2 separate regions of the Xenopus tropicalis genome follow, and region 2 is linked to region 1. Evidence: chromatin contacts called from public Hi-C data. All regions are on one chromosome and are shown on one strand. Each heading gives the region's core, a stretch centred on a gene start, on an enhancer-like site or on the middle of the called end of the contact. The rest is flanking DNA. Distances are from core to core; before and after follow the strand shown. Region 1 holds the start of gadd45g (growth arrest and DNA damage inducible gamma). Region 2 has its middle 75 kb from the start of gadd45g.

Region 1 (6,175 bases), core at 364-2,863:
TGTGTGTGTATATACGCACAGTAGGGTACCATTTCAGTAAAGTGTTTCTTACAGCTGCTGTTGATTGCAGCCACTATTGCCAGACAGACAGACGGCCAGACATTGTTTGGCTGAGGGCTGCAGTAGAGCAGGAGACGGGTGGCCCAGATTTATATAATAAGCCATAAGTAGCAGTGGGTGCCAGTGTGCAAGAGTTGGCTTCCTTTCCTGACTGCTCCTCTGTCTGGAACTGCAGCTACAGCCGTGTGCATTCCACCCTGTCTAGTCCTGTCTGCTCCCATTCTCCATGTGTCTGAATGAGTTCAGTAACGATGTTGCAATGCAGCCCCCCGAGATTAATATGGTACTGTAAGGATACACACTGCCTGCCTGCCCCACTTGCACAGGGGGTTAGTGTGGAGCCAGGAAAGTGCAGTAAGGATCAGAGATAACAGTGGGGTATAGAAAGCAATAACCATTGCAGAGACCCCTATGAAGTTAAAGGGGACAGAAGACTAATTCACTAACAAGAAGCTGCGCATACTGCAAGCTGTGCACAGGGCTAAAGGCATTAGGCACCGTGCAGAAAGGGTTAAAGTAAGCCTTGCATCCCCCAAAAAGCAATCAGAGCCTGGAAGCGTGCTGGGGGGGTTGCTGCGATGTGGAACAGATTGTCAGATCCATTTGTGTCCCACTTTCCTCTACAGGACCCCACCCCAGCGGCAGGTGGACTCTGTCCCTAGTAAGGAGAAGAAGGGAGCGATTGTCTGATCTGCAAACTGCCACACGCCAGCCCCTCTCCCCATTGTGAGCCCCTCTATACAAATGCTAACGAGCAGCGTGTGCCATTCGCAATCTGCCGCAAACACAGCCCCCATTATCTGTATACAGGGCCTCGTCCTTCCCCCACGTTAGCAGGGTCATTAAAATCGCCTTTATTGCATTAATAGCAGCAGGCCAGATGTCTGCTTAAAGTAAGGGTTATCAGATCTTCCCTGCTAATGAGCATAATATCCCTGCCCAGCACACCTGTATGGAGCACCCTGCCACAGGGCCCACCTGTCCAGCACTGCCATGGTTAATGGAGCCCATGAGTTGTAGCCCTGTGCCCAGATGATGCTTGCTGCCCCTGCACACACAGCTCATGAGCAAGCCAATAAATAGTCAGTGTTCCCAGAACAGCAGAAACAAATCAATGTGTTGCCGTTGGTGCATTTGTGACACACAGTGCAAAGATCTGAAGTTTTAAGGATCTTTTTGATGTTCTCTCCCATTTCGTGCAAAGCCCAAATCATAAGACCCCCATTCTGCCTGGCAACAGCATGACAAAGGGCAGCAGGCAGACTTTGAGTCATTGTAAAAGAAAAAAAAAAACCCAGTGCGCCCACCGGCCGGCCATTCTACTGAGCCCCCCCCCTCCTTTCTACTGCCCCCCCCTCCTTTCTACTGCCCCCCTTCCCCTCGTCTCCTCCCCCACGTGGCCTTCTGGCACGCGTTCTGTTGCTCTATTAGCATTACAATGCCTCCCCCGCCCGGCCAATCAGAGCAAAGGAGTGAGACCAGACCCCGCCTACGCCTCTCAGCGCATAAATACCGGCTCAGTCGCTCCGTTTCCTCACACTTCGCTTGGGATTCTAACTGCTCTGAAGCTACTGTGGATATTATACTCTTCTTCTTCCGGACCCTTTGGTGGATATTTGAGAAGTCTCTCGCACTCACATTTTTGTGGCTTACCCGGAAAATCATGACTCTGGAAGAAGTTCACGGACAAGAAACCGTTGTTGAAAGCGCTGACAGGTAATTTCAGAATACCAATTCCGCCTTCTTTTATTCTAAGGGATCTACCGCCTGCCTATCCGGGATTCTGGGATTTGTAGTTCAACCCCAGCTCTGCAGGAGGGTCGTAGTAGAGTAAAGCGTTTGTAAGGGAGAAATGACCGCAGAAATAAGCGCTATGATCCAGGGGTGCAGAGATTTGGACTCACTGGTTGCATATAGCCAAAGTGCAATATTATTGATCATATTGGGAAGTAGCTGCAGCTCTATGTGCAGTTAGCAGATGGGGGAACATGAGTGGGTGGCATTAGCTAAAGCTCCTTTTATGGAGTGTGGGGATTTCTGCCATAGCATCCAGTCTTGCAGTTATATGGAAAGAAATATTCAGTTATGATCTGGCTCTAAATGCATTTCTTTTTATTTGTCTTGTGTAGGATGCAAACTGCTGGCAAAGCCCTGCATGAACTATTGGTCTCTGCCCAGAGAGAGGAGTGTCTGACCGTTGGAGTCTATGAGTCTGCCAAAGTAATGAATGTGTAAGTATCCCACTCCTTTGCACTGATCCCACACACACCCTTTACTCATGCATGCATGTAACACAGCCCACACACAGTCCCACTTGAGGCTTGCTGGCAGCAGAACTAATGTTCTCTTTTTTTTAATTTGATTTTACAGAGATCCAGATAGTGTCACTTTCTGCATCTTGGCTGCAGACGAGTACGACGAGGGTGATATAGCCCTTCAGATCCACTTCACTCTGATTCAAGCTTTCTGCTGTGAAAATGACATCAATATCGTGAGGCTGAATGACACAGAAAAAGTAGCTCAAATTCTAGGCTTAACAGATGAGTCTGCAGAGCCCAAGGACCTGCACTGCATCCTTATTACGGTAAGTGTCATGTTCCTGCTTATCGGCAATGTTTTGGCTTTGTGCCCATGGCTGTGACTTGTGCAATTTCTTGTAAGCACAGTGTTCTCATAGTCTCTGTTCCTCTTCTTTTCTCAGAATCCAAATGAGGATGCCTGGAAAGATCCAGCCCTGGAGAAACTGGGTATATTCTGTGATGAAAGCCGTAAAGTCTACGACTGGGTTCCCAGTATCACCCTGCCAGAGTGAACATCTTTTCTCTACATTAGATTGTAAAATCTCTGCATTATTATCATGGTGTTGTGCACCTGGATGGACCAGCAGCATTCCGAAGTCTGTGGATTACGCTGGTTGAGGTCAGATTAAGTCGCCAAGACTGGCAAAGATGTTGGCTCTTGTGGAGCAGAAGAGTAAGGAGGAAAACTTAACATGGACTGATCTGTAAAAGGAAGGGTTGGTGCCAGTTTGAAGCCTCCCAAAGCACTGGGGGGGGGGCAGTCATGCCATGGAGCTGGAGGAGTTTTGCATGTGCTAAAAGCAAAAATGGAAGCTTTTAAGATGGATATGAGGCAAATTAAGCAGCTGGTTAAAGGAAAGAACCTGTTCTGTATCTGCTTTTGGAGTTTGCTGAGATATGAAACATGAACTTTATATACACATTGGAAGAGTCTGGGACTATATAGCTCTGGATTGCAAACTGAGACTGAATTCTGTTCATTGCAGCTTGTTATTGGTTATTACAGTCTACTACTACAGTCTACTACCCAGAATACATAGTAAAAAAAAAAAAAGACTTTCTGTATTTTCAACATTTTGACACTGTTGCAAATTGAAGTGCTTTTCTTGATGAAACTTGGCATTTAAAATGTTGTTTTCTGTCATTCAATAAATCATTTTAAATCTCACTTTAATTTGTTTTGGTTTTTATGCTTATCTGGTAGGGTGTTTATACCTGCGGCCCAGCGCTTGAGCTACCTACATTTTCTAAATGAACAAAATAATAAGCATCCCCCAAAACAACCAAACAAAAAAAGCTATAGTCTTGTAATAGCTGTTGGTTCACAGTTTGGGCCCCTATTGTTTGGGCATGTGTAGAAATGCAGTCTGTTTTACCCCACTACATTGGCTATTCAGAAAGCTGCCAATGTGCTGTAGTCATCCCTTTTGTTAGCAGTGCACAATAAGATTTGCATAGAAGGGGGCTGTGTTGCTTGGTATAATCCATAGTCTGCAGCAGGCAGCTAATGCTTTCTATTGAGCCCTGACCATTTGACCTGCTGCTCCTTCAGCGACAGCTGCTTATCACAAGAGCGTGCAAGGTCTATGGGCTGCATGCCTAATGAGTGCATTAGAGTGACAGGGGGCTGCTGCATAGATAGATTTTTGTTACTGCACAGACAGAAAAGAGCAGCTGGCACTGTGTTTAAGCAAGGGATTCCCCATATCTCACCCCTCAGGTTTAAAATTCCCCTTCATCCAACGTGACATTTGCCAAAGTGCAAGTTGTTTCTGCTTCTGGGATTTAGCAAAGCAAAACAAGCCACACACTATTATTGTGCAGCACTAACATTAGCATGGGTGCAAAGCAAAACTCATTCTCTAATTTATACAGAGAGTTTACAGTGATGCCACCTATCCTCTGCAAGCCATAGGTTTCAGGGAACAAAATGCACTAAAGGGGGTGATACTAGGTTAAACTGGCATAGTTACCTAAAGAGAAAAATATAAAGCCTGAACCATTAAGCAAACAGATTCCAAGGTCAGTGTGCTTTATTTACCATGTCCAGTCAGAAATCTTGGAACACAGCGCCTCCAACATAGCCAGCAGCCTATTACTAGGATTCATAGTGTGGTTCCAGGAACTGGCTTTTTTTTTTTCCACTATGCGATAGCATGGCGTTCCTGCAAAGAACAGCAAGACTTCTTATCTCTGCCAAGGGGAGTAACAGAAACGGGCAGCAGCCATAAAAATTTAGACTTAAGACGGAAGAGAATCCTGGAACAATTGCAGGCATTATAATATAAAGAGTGTGTGTACACAAGTGCTCTACCTCACAAGAAAGGTCAACATGTTCTGCTTTACGAACAAGGAGAAATAGTATTGTAAGCAGCCAATCCATTCCACATTCTTCTGTGATTAAATAGGGACACTGTGTTATAGGGCATAACTGTAGCAGTATATTTCCTATAAAGAACGCCAACACTGACTCAGCAGTAACTGCTACTTTTCATGCAGACTGAAAAGGCAACATATATAGAAGAGCTGCATTAAAGGACAAGTCAACCCAAAATACAATTTTTGGCCTAATAAAAGAAAACATATTTCTAAGCAACTTTGCAATATACCTTCATTACTAAATTGCAATGTATTTTGAATTATTTGTATATATAATTGCTATTAGAAGTAGTGTTTGCCAGTCCTGGTGGATCTGGCATTTGAAACATTGTAACACAAGGCGAAACATTGTAACACAAGGCAGCACACAGACCTGTCTTGCTGGAGGAGACTGGCATTTGCAACATTGTTTAAATAAAACCAACCAGGAGTTCAGCAAATGCTGCTTTCAATAGCAATTACATTTACAAATAACTTTTAAAGCATTAAAAAATTTCAAAAAATTCGAAATTAGAAAGTTGCTTGGAATTATGTTTTCTTTTATAAGGCAAAAAATTAATTTTTGGGGTTGACATGTCCTTTAAGAAAAAACAAAAACAATAGCAGCAGCAGCACAATTTTGTAGTTCACACATACAATGTATAAATATTATGATCAATTTTTCTTGCCCTAACATACATAAATATTTAAACGGCTTTTGACTACGTTGAAATGATCAAAGGCTGCTGGGAAATGTAGTTTACAGCTGAAGCAATGCTGGGATAAAGCCTTCTTTAAAAAAATATAGCTACCCTGCTCCTCCCTCTGGCAGAGCATGAATTCAGAGAGATTAAGGGGGGGATTAACTAGTTTAACTGAAGCAAAGTCTTTCAGAGAATCACAGATTTAGTCATTTGCATGCAGTACGATTCCTTGGCTCCTGCTTTATTGCTGCTTGGGGACTTGCAAATGACTTGTGGTGAAGGCAAGGCTTTGCAAAAATATAAATTCTTTGTGCAACATTTTTTTCTTATTGAATGGCATGGTCGTTATACAAATGACAGTATTTGCATAGGAATTTGCAGGCTGAAATGAAGGGGCCATTAGGCTTGTGGTTAGTGTAAACTGAGGCCTGTTCACGTACCCTATAAAGAAAGATCATGTCTTCTCTAGGCAGAAATCATAAGGCAAATATATATATATATATGTATAATGCAAGTCACTCTTGTAACGTATTATTAGTGCATACATTCACACCTTTGTATATGAAGGCTAGAATATAATAATAGATACTGATCATTATCATTTATTTGTATAAAACCAGCAAGTTACTCAGAGCTTTACATTAATGTATAATGAACAGGGGTCTTATAATAATTTGACAAACAAAGGTTACAGAGAAAAAACAGGGACAGAGGGCCATACTCTAAAGAGCTTACAATCTAAAGGGTTAGAGT
Region 2 (5,903 bases), core at 2,888-5,387, 76 kb after region 1:
CAATCCTCTCAGTATTCCTGAAACACGCTGAGTCATGGTCAGATGACTGTATAGGACAATGTGATGCTGGCTAAATTTGGCTACACACATGACTGAGCTTCTATCTCTGCAGCAAGTTGCTAGATGTCTTTAACCCAAATTTTCAGCCTTACAAACTACAATTGCATTTTGTTTGTTTAAATAATGCATTACATTTTAGAAACAGAAATATACTTCAAGGCAATCCAGGCAGGAAAATATTCCTTGGGCCCCTGCTAATATTGGGACCCCATGTTTTATGAACAGTAGGAACAGCATTTCCTACTGTAGTTATGGCAGTGGGAAGAACAGCCTCTGGTAACAGATTGTGAGTTGGATAGTAGGTATAGTAGGGATAAATGGCTCCTCTATTTAAGAAAATTCTGGGACAGGCCTGTTGTGGGATAGCAGGTATGATAGCGCAAGACAGTATGCATTACAGCAGGTGTTCAGGTGTTAAAGGGCTTATAAATATTAACATGTATTAATTATGATGGACATACTAGTATTTTATGACAATTTGCAATTATTGTGGTTTTCAATTTTTTCTGTTTCATATTATTGATTTTTTTTTGCTCTGCAGATCGCAGCATTTAGACTGCTATCTGGTTGCTAGTTCTTAATAAAACTAGCAAGCAAACAGCAATGTTGACATTAAGGTGGCCATACATGTTGAGATCTGCTTGTTTGGCAAGGTCGCCAAACAAACGAATCTTCTGCTAATATGCCAACCTAAGGTGGGCGATATTGGGCTAATTCAACCATTTAGCCCTAGGGCCAAGAAAGGGTACTGCTGATAATTTACCATTGAGAGTTTACTTGCAAATGTACCAAGACCTTAGGGCTCATTTACATCTGCAAGTGCAGTGAGCAAAGTGCACTGTCAACCACCATGTTTTTTCTGGAATTCCAGTGGCATTGCAGGTCCAGTGGGGTATTGTGATATGCCAAAATAAAAGCAGTTGCACATGTGCTTTGTCCCAAATCAGGTACGGTTGCACCCAATATTTTCAAATTCTGTCTGGAGTCATATCTGGTGTTTGGCATGCAAATGACCTGTACGCTCTATTCTTTTGGTCCCCTGTGTCAACACGTGCAGCAGCACCAAATATGGAACTGTCTGATCAGCCTACCCCTGGCCTGCATCAGCTAATCGGAGCATAGGGGCTGATTATTGGCCTAGTGTGGCCATAGCCTAAGGCTAAAATCACAAGTTGCTTAGGGTCCTACTAACAAAATGCAGGCAGAGAAGTGGATATACTCTCATCTGCAGCTCTGCCTGCACTGACAGGCACAGAGTCTGCCTGAGTGCAGCTACAAAGAGCAGAGGTCTGCCCAAAGAACACCGAAGCGTGCATTTTCAGGCTGATTTCCCCTCCATGTAGCTGCACTCAGGCCAAGTGAAGGTTATTATGCAACAAGTGACTTTGCTCTTTGTGTTCAGTGCTGTGGTTGAGCTAAAGACAAAGCATAGTATGAATCTTAAATTTGAAACCCAGTCTGTTTACACCAGTCATATTGCAGCTTGTTTCCCTATGGAAAAAGTCACTAGTAAAAGTCAAGTAGCCCAATGACCCGTAGTAAAACGTAGGGAAGCAGGGGCATGACAGACGCGTTGGACAGACTTAGCCACTCCCAGTTACAGGTGATTGGTTGGTTTGTAAGGGGTATAAAATGCGGGTAACTGTTCCCGCTTCTCACTCCATTTTAGTCAGCAGAGTTAAACGACCACCCTCCCTCCCTATAGAGGTGGAGGTAGCGGAGTGTCGTTGGCGGGGTGATTAAGTTGGGGGAAAGCAATGGTTGGGTTAGGAGGGGAGTTTTATAGTTAAGTGGGGCTGGCATGCTTGGAACCTCAGGGGTAAGAAAGTGGATTAGGAGGTAAGTTTTGTTGGGTAGTTGGTTCCGGGCCAGAAGGGCAGCTGGTAGCGCCAGTTGCGCTGCGCAGTTATTGGATTGTTACAGTGTTTGGCTATTTAAAAGTTGATTTGTTTGTTATACAAACATTTGTGTTATGTTTGAGATGTTGTTTCACATTTGTTATTTATGTTATGTTTTAAATTAAAACTTCACTTGTTGTTAATAAATTTTCTGCGGCCATTTTTATCCCAAGAATTGGTGTCTGTGTGTTTATTGGGGATGGTAAGTAAAGAGGTAAAAGGGGGTTGTTGGTTGGGAGAAGGGCGGGTCAAGTTCCAACGTTACTCATGTCATGGAAAGTAGCAGAATTAGAATGGAACAAAATTGTTTGCTATATGCTGCAGGTACGCACTGGGCTCCCTCACAGACTCTGTAATTCTCAGGTACTGAGCTGAGAAAGGTTTGCAGGCAGCACTGATGTTTACTTTGCATAGAGCTGCTCATTGCCATACAAACACTATTAATAGGCTTACTTTTATCAGGCCCATAGCTGGTCTTTAGTTAATATGTAATATATGTCACTATCTGAAAAGAATATTTTTAGACCATTAGCCCTGAAATAAATCTTTAAATATGCTAAAAAAACATTTAAAGGAAGTAGGGCTGAATCAGCTCAATGATGTCTAATACAATCACGTGCATTATCTGTCTCTGAGCAAATAAAGATGGTAAGGTTTGGTTAACTCTAGCATTTGTTCAAAACCCACTTAGGTCATAACAGGTTCAAAATGCATACAAAAACAGAATTGTCCCCATAACAAATGCTATAGACATAGTGCCTGCACCTATGCTCATTTTTATGCTTTCCCTACACCTAAAGCGCTGCACCTGTAGATTACTCTATACAGTCAACAATTATAAACACCAGTCTGTTCTCTCCTTGAAGGTAGTGAGTTTCCTGAATCACTCTGCAGCGCACACAACTGGGACTCTATGGGGCATATTTATTAACAATGCAGACAAACATCATCAGTGATGTTGTCCATAGCAACCGATCAGCAACTAGATTTAAATTGTCACTTACAAGTTAGAAAAAAAGATCTGATTGGTTGTTATGGGCAACATCACTGGTGATGTTTGACTCCAATGTTAAAGGAGAAGGAAAATGGGTGCCAAAATGTTAGGTGCCCCAGTGATTGTAATAGATTACCTTATACCCCTGGCTGGTGCTCCTTTTAGGAGAAAACAGCACCAGCCCGGGGTAGCTGTGAACGAGTGATCTTTTTCCTTCTCTCATCTATCTTTGGAATCCCAGGGCTGGCGCATGCACAGTAGAGAAGCCAGCTTTTTACTCTACGGCATATGCACAAGTGTTGCGAAGATAGAAGGAAGAGGATCTCTCAAGATATTCTGCATCAATATCAATAAAGGTCACTTTAATCAAAATTCATGCCTTTGTGAATGCTCCATATAATTTGACCAAAAAAATCAGTTTAAACTAAATATGTATTTTTCAACAAGTAACTAGGTGTCACAGACAAGTAGCTATTAAAAGCACAATAAAGCTTTAAGGCAGCCACTCAGCATATAAAAAGTACATTCCATACAGAAGATATACCAGATATACACACATTCCAGTCTGAAACATGTTCCAAGTATTCTGGTTTAATATTGCATATGATTTTAATACTCAACTAAACAGGAGTAATGGAATACAAAAAATTACTCATGCATTATGTTTTTTGGTTTGACACAGAAGGAGAGAATTCTGAAGTAAAAATTATGCACCAGCCATAAAGAGCACTGAATAGTCAGTTTTGTTTCATTGTCCTTGCTATTGGCGAGGAGAAGAAGAATGTACTCTTTTAGAAATGCTTCAAGGAACCACCCCCCTTAAAATATGTTAGGTTTCTGCCCAGCAACTAGGCCACACTCCATCTGCTGCCATGAATAATAAGCTAAAAGAGGGATCTCTGGCACAAGTCAACTTCTATTCTTCTATTCACTCTGATTATCCTGACAGCTTTCTATTGTTCTTTGCTAATGGTTTTACAATGGATCTGCCTGTTGCCTTTGTAACCACATTGGGGCCAAATGAGGAAACGTTAATCCCTGTTGCAAATTAAAGGGACTCCTCTGAATTTGGGATTGCAGCTGTAGGCTATCTTGGGTAGCCTTTCTAGTATAAGTGGATGTGTAGCCCACAGCCCACTCCAGATATCAGCTGCCGTGATTAACTAAGGCTTGGAGTGTCATATCACACCATCCCATTCTACTACCCCCCTCTTTTCTCCTCTAGTCTGCAGGGTTACCACATGGCCTAGTCTATACAGTCTTTTCAAGCCTTGCCCAATTATGCGACAGAGATGCCCCAGATACTGTGACAGATGGGAATGAGTTTGTCTGAGTTTAGTGTAAAGCCTAAGGGCAAGCGCTAATAGCTGAATTCTCCTTAGAGAACACCACTAAACAAGAAGAAGCACATGTTATACTAGGCAGAATGTACCATGTGTACTGCACTTGTTCTCTGCTAAGCCTTTGAAATAAAACATTATGTAAAATGAACCATACACAATAAGAGACCCATTATAAAATAAGTATTATAAATATGTCACTTTAGATAAAGACCCTAAAATTAAAAAGCTCAAGTCTAACATATTAAGTTGGCCTTCCATTAATTATTATGAGGCAAGCACCTCTACAAGCATATTTGCTCCATACAGTCATATACATAATTCAGGGAAGATCCCTGAAATATGCAAATGACTAAACTTTCATTAACTTTCAAAAATGGTGCTGTACCTCAACACCAATATGCCATTTGTAACATTAGAAACAAATCATTTCAAGAATGCCATTTGCACTGTTTAAGAATTTCAAAAGTCAAAGTTCTGGATGCACTATTGGGCTTTATTGTTCATTATCATTTTCTCTTTGTTTTTCAGTAAATTCAGAAACACAGAATTTACATATTTGATCTCTGTCTGTTCATTTGTTTAAAGGACAAGTCAACCCAAAATTAAATGTTTTGCCCAATAAAAGAAAACCAACTTTGCAATATACATTCAGTGCAAATTTTTAAAGGTTCTAAGGTATTTTTTGTATGTATAGTTGCCATTAAAAGCAGTGTTTGCCTGTTCTTATCTATTCTCTACCCTGGTGACTCAGACTGTTGAAACATTGTTGGGCGCCATAGAAGGCACCTGAGCAAAATCTGCCGTCAGGGCTGAATCGGCAGAAGGACGTAGAAATCATATTGTTTCTACCTCCTTATCTGCTGTTTCAGCCCTGAAGGTTAGTGGCTGGTCTGACGATCTTTCGTGCGACCGACGGTCGCAGATTGCCACGTGTGTGGCCACCTTAACTCAAGGCAGCAGATTGACAGACCTGCCTTTCTGGAGGAGACTGACCTTTGCAACATTGTTTTAAAATAACTAACCAGGAGTCAAACAAATGCTGTTTTTTTAATAGCAATTACATTTACAAACAACTTTTAAAGCCCTAAAAATGTCCATATTGGAAAGTTGCTTAGAATTATGGGGTTGACATGTCCTTTAAGACCCTTCTGCAAGTATTCTTGGTGAGTCTGCTTTTTTGCTGGAAAGCTGAATTCAGGTAGCAGGTATCTTATATCGTAACAACCCCTTGTATAAAAGTATGCCTTATAGCACCATTTAGTTACATTTCCTTTTGTAGCACCAGAAGGATAATTTTCTTTCAGGGCTTCATTAAAGAGGAGGGGAATTGGTAAACTTGTTTTGTCCACTACATCCTCTGCCTCCTGCTGATCTGCTAATCTTGAAAGCACCCACATGAGCCCAGGCACGTGGCTGATGTCCAGTATGTAAATAGTGTTATATGCTTTTGCCCTCTGGCCTGTAATGTATAGCAGACAAGCTTCCTCTTTCAACAGGCAAAGCAGGTGCTAAGCACAGGCAGGTGTAGCGTTCACCATATGCTCTAATTATTGCAGAATGTCCATGGATTTTGTTGAAACTACACAGAATCTATGAGTCAGGACAAGT

Evidence for each region. A called contact is a pair of places that touch in the nucleus more often than the background predicts.
Region 2: a contact with region 1 is called in a Hi-C map of neurula embryo, with 2.2 times the contacts expected there. The contact joins the enhancer-like site here to the promoter of gadd45g in region 1. A contact is called at or near these places in 5 of 5 Hi-C or Micro-C datasets (brain, gastrula embryo, liver and 2 more).

The regions. Positions count from the first base shown.
Region 1 is chr1:138,047,570-138,053,744 of UCB_Xtro_10.0, forward strand. gadd45g (growth arrest and DNA damage inducible gamma) reads left to right here and starts at 1,614. Exons shown (of 4, transcript NM_001004986.1): 1 at 1,614-1,776; 2 at 2,190-2,291; 3 at 2,431-2,644; 4 at 2,762-3,528. The coding sequence starts at 1,724. The coding sequence ends at 2,872.
Region 2 is chr1:138,121,039-138,126,941 of UCB_Xtro_10.0, forward strand. No RefSeq gene overlaps it. Among named protein-coding and RNA genes, the nearest start is that of gadd45g, 75 kb to the left of the region's middle. Within about 2 kb of position 4,138, at least 1 of the 11 cell types and tissues checked has an H3K27ac peak or open chromatin away from gene starts, as enhancers often do. A contact at or near this core is called in neurula embryo, where this site is marked.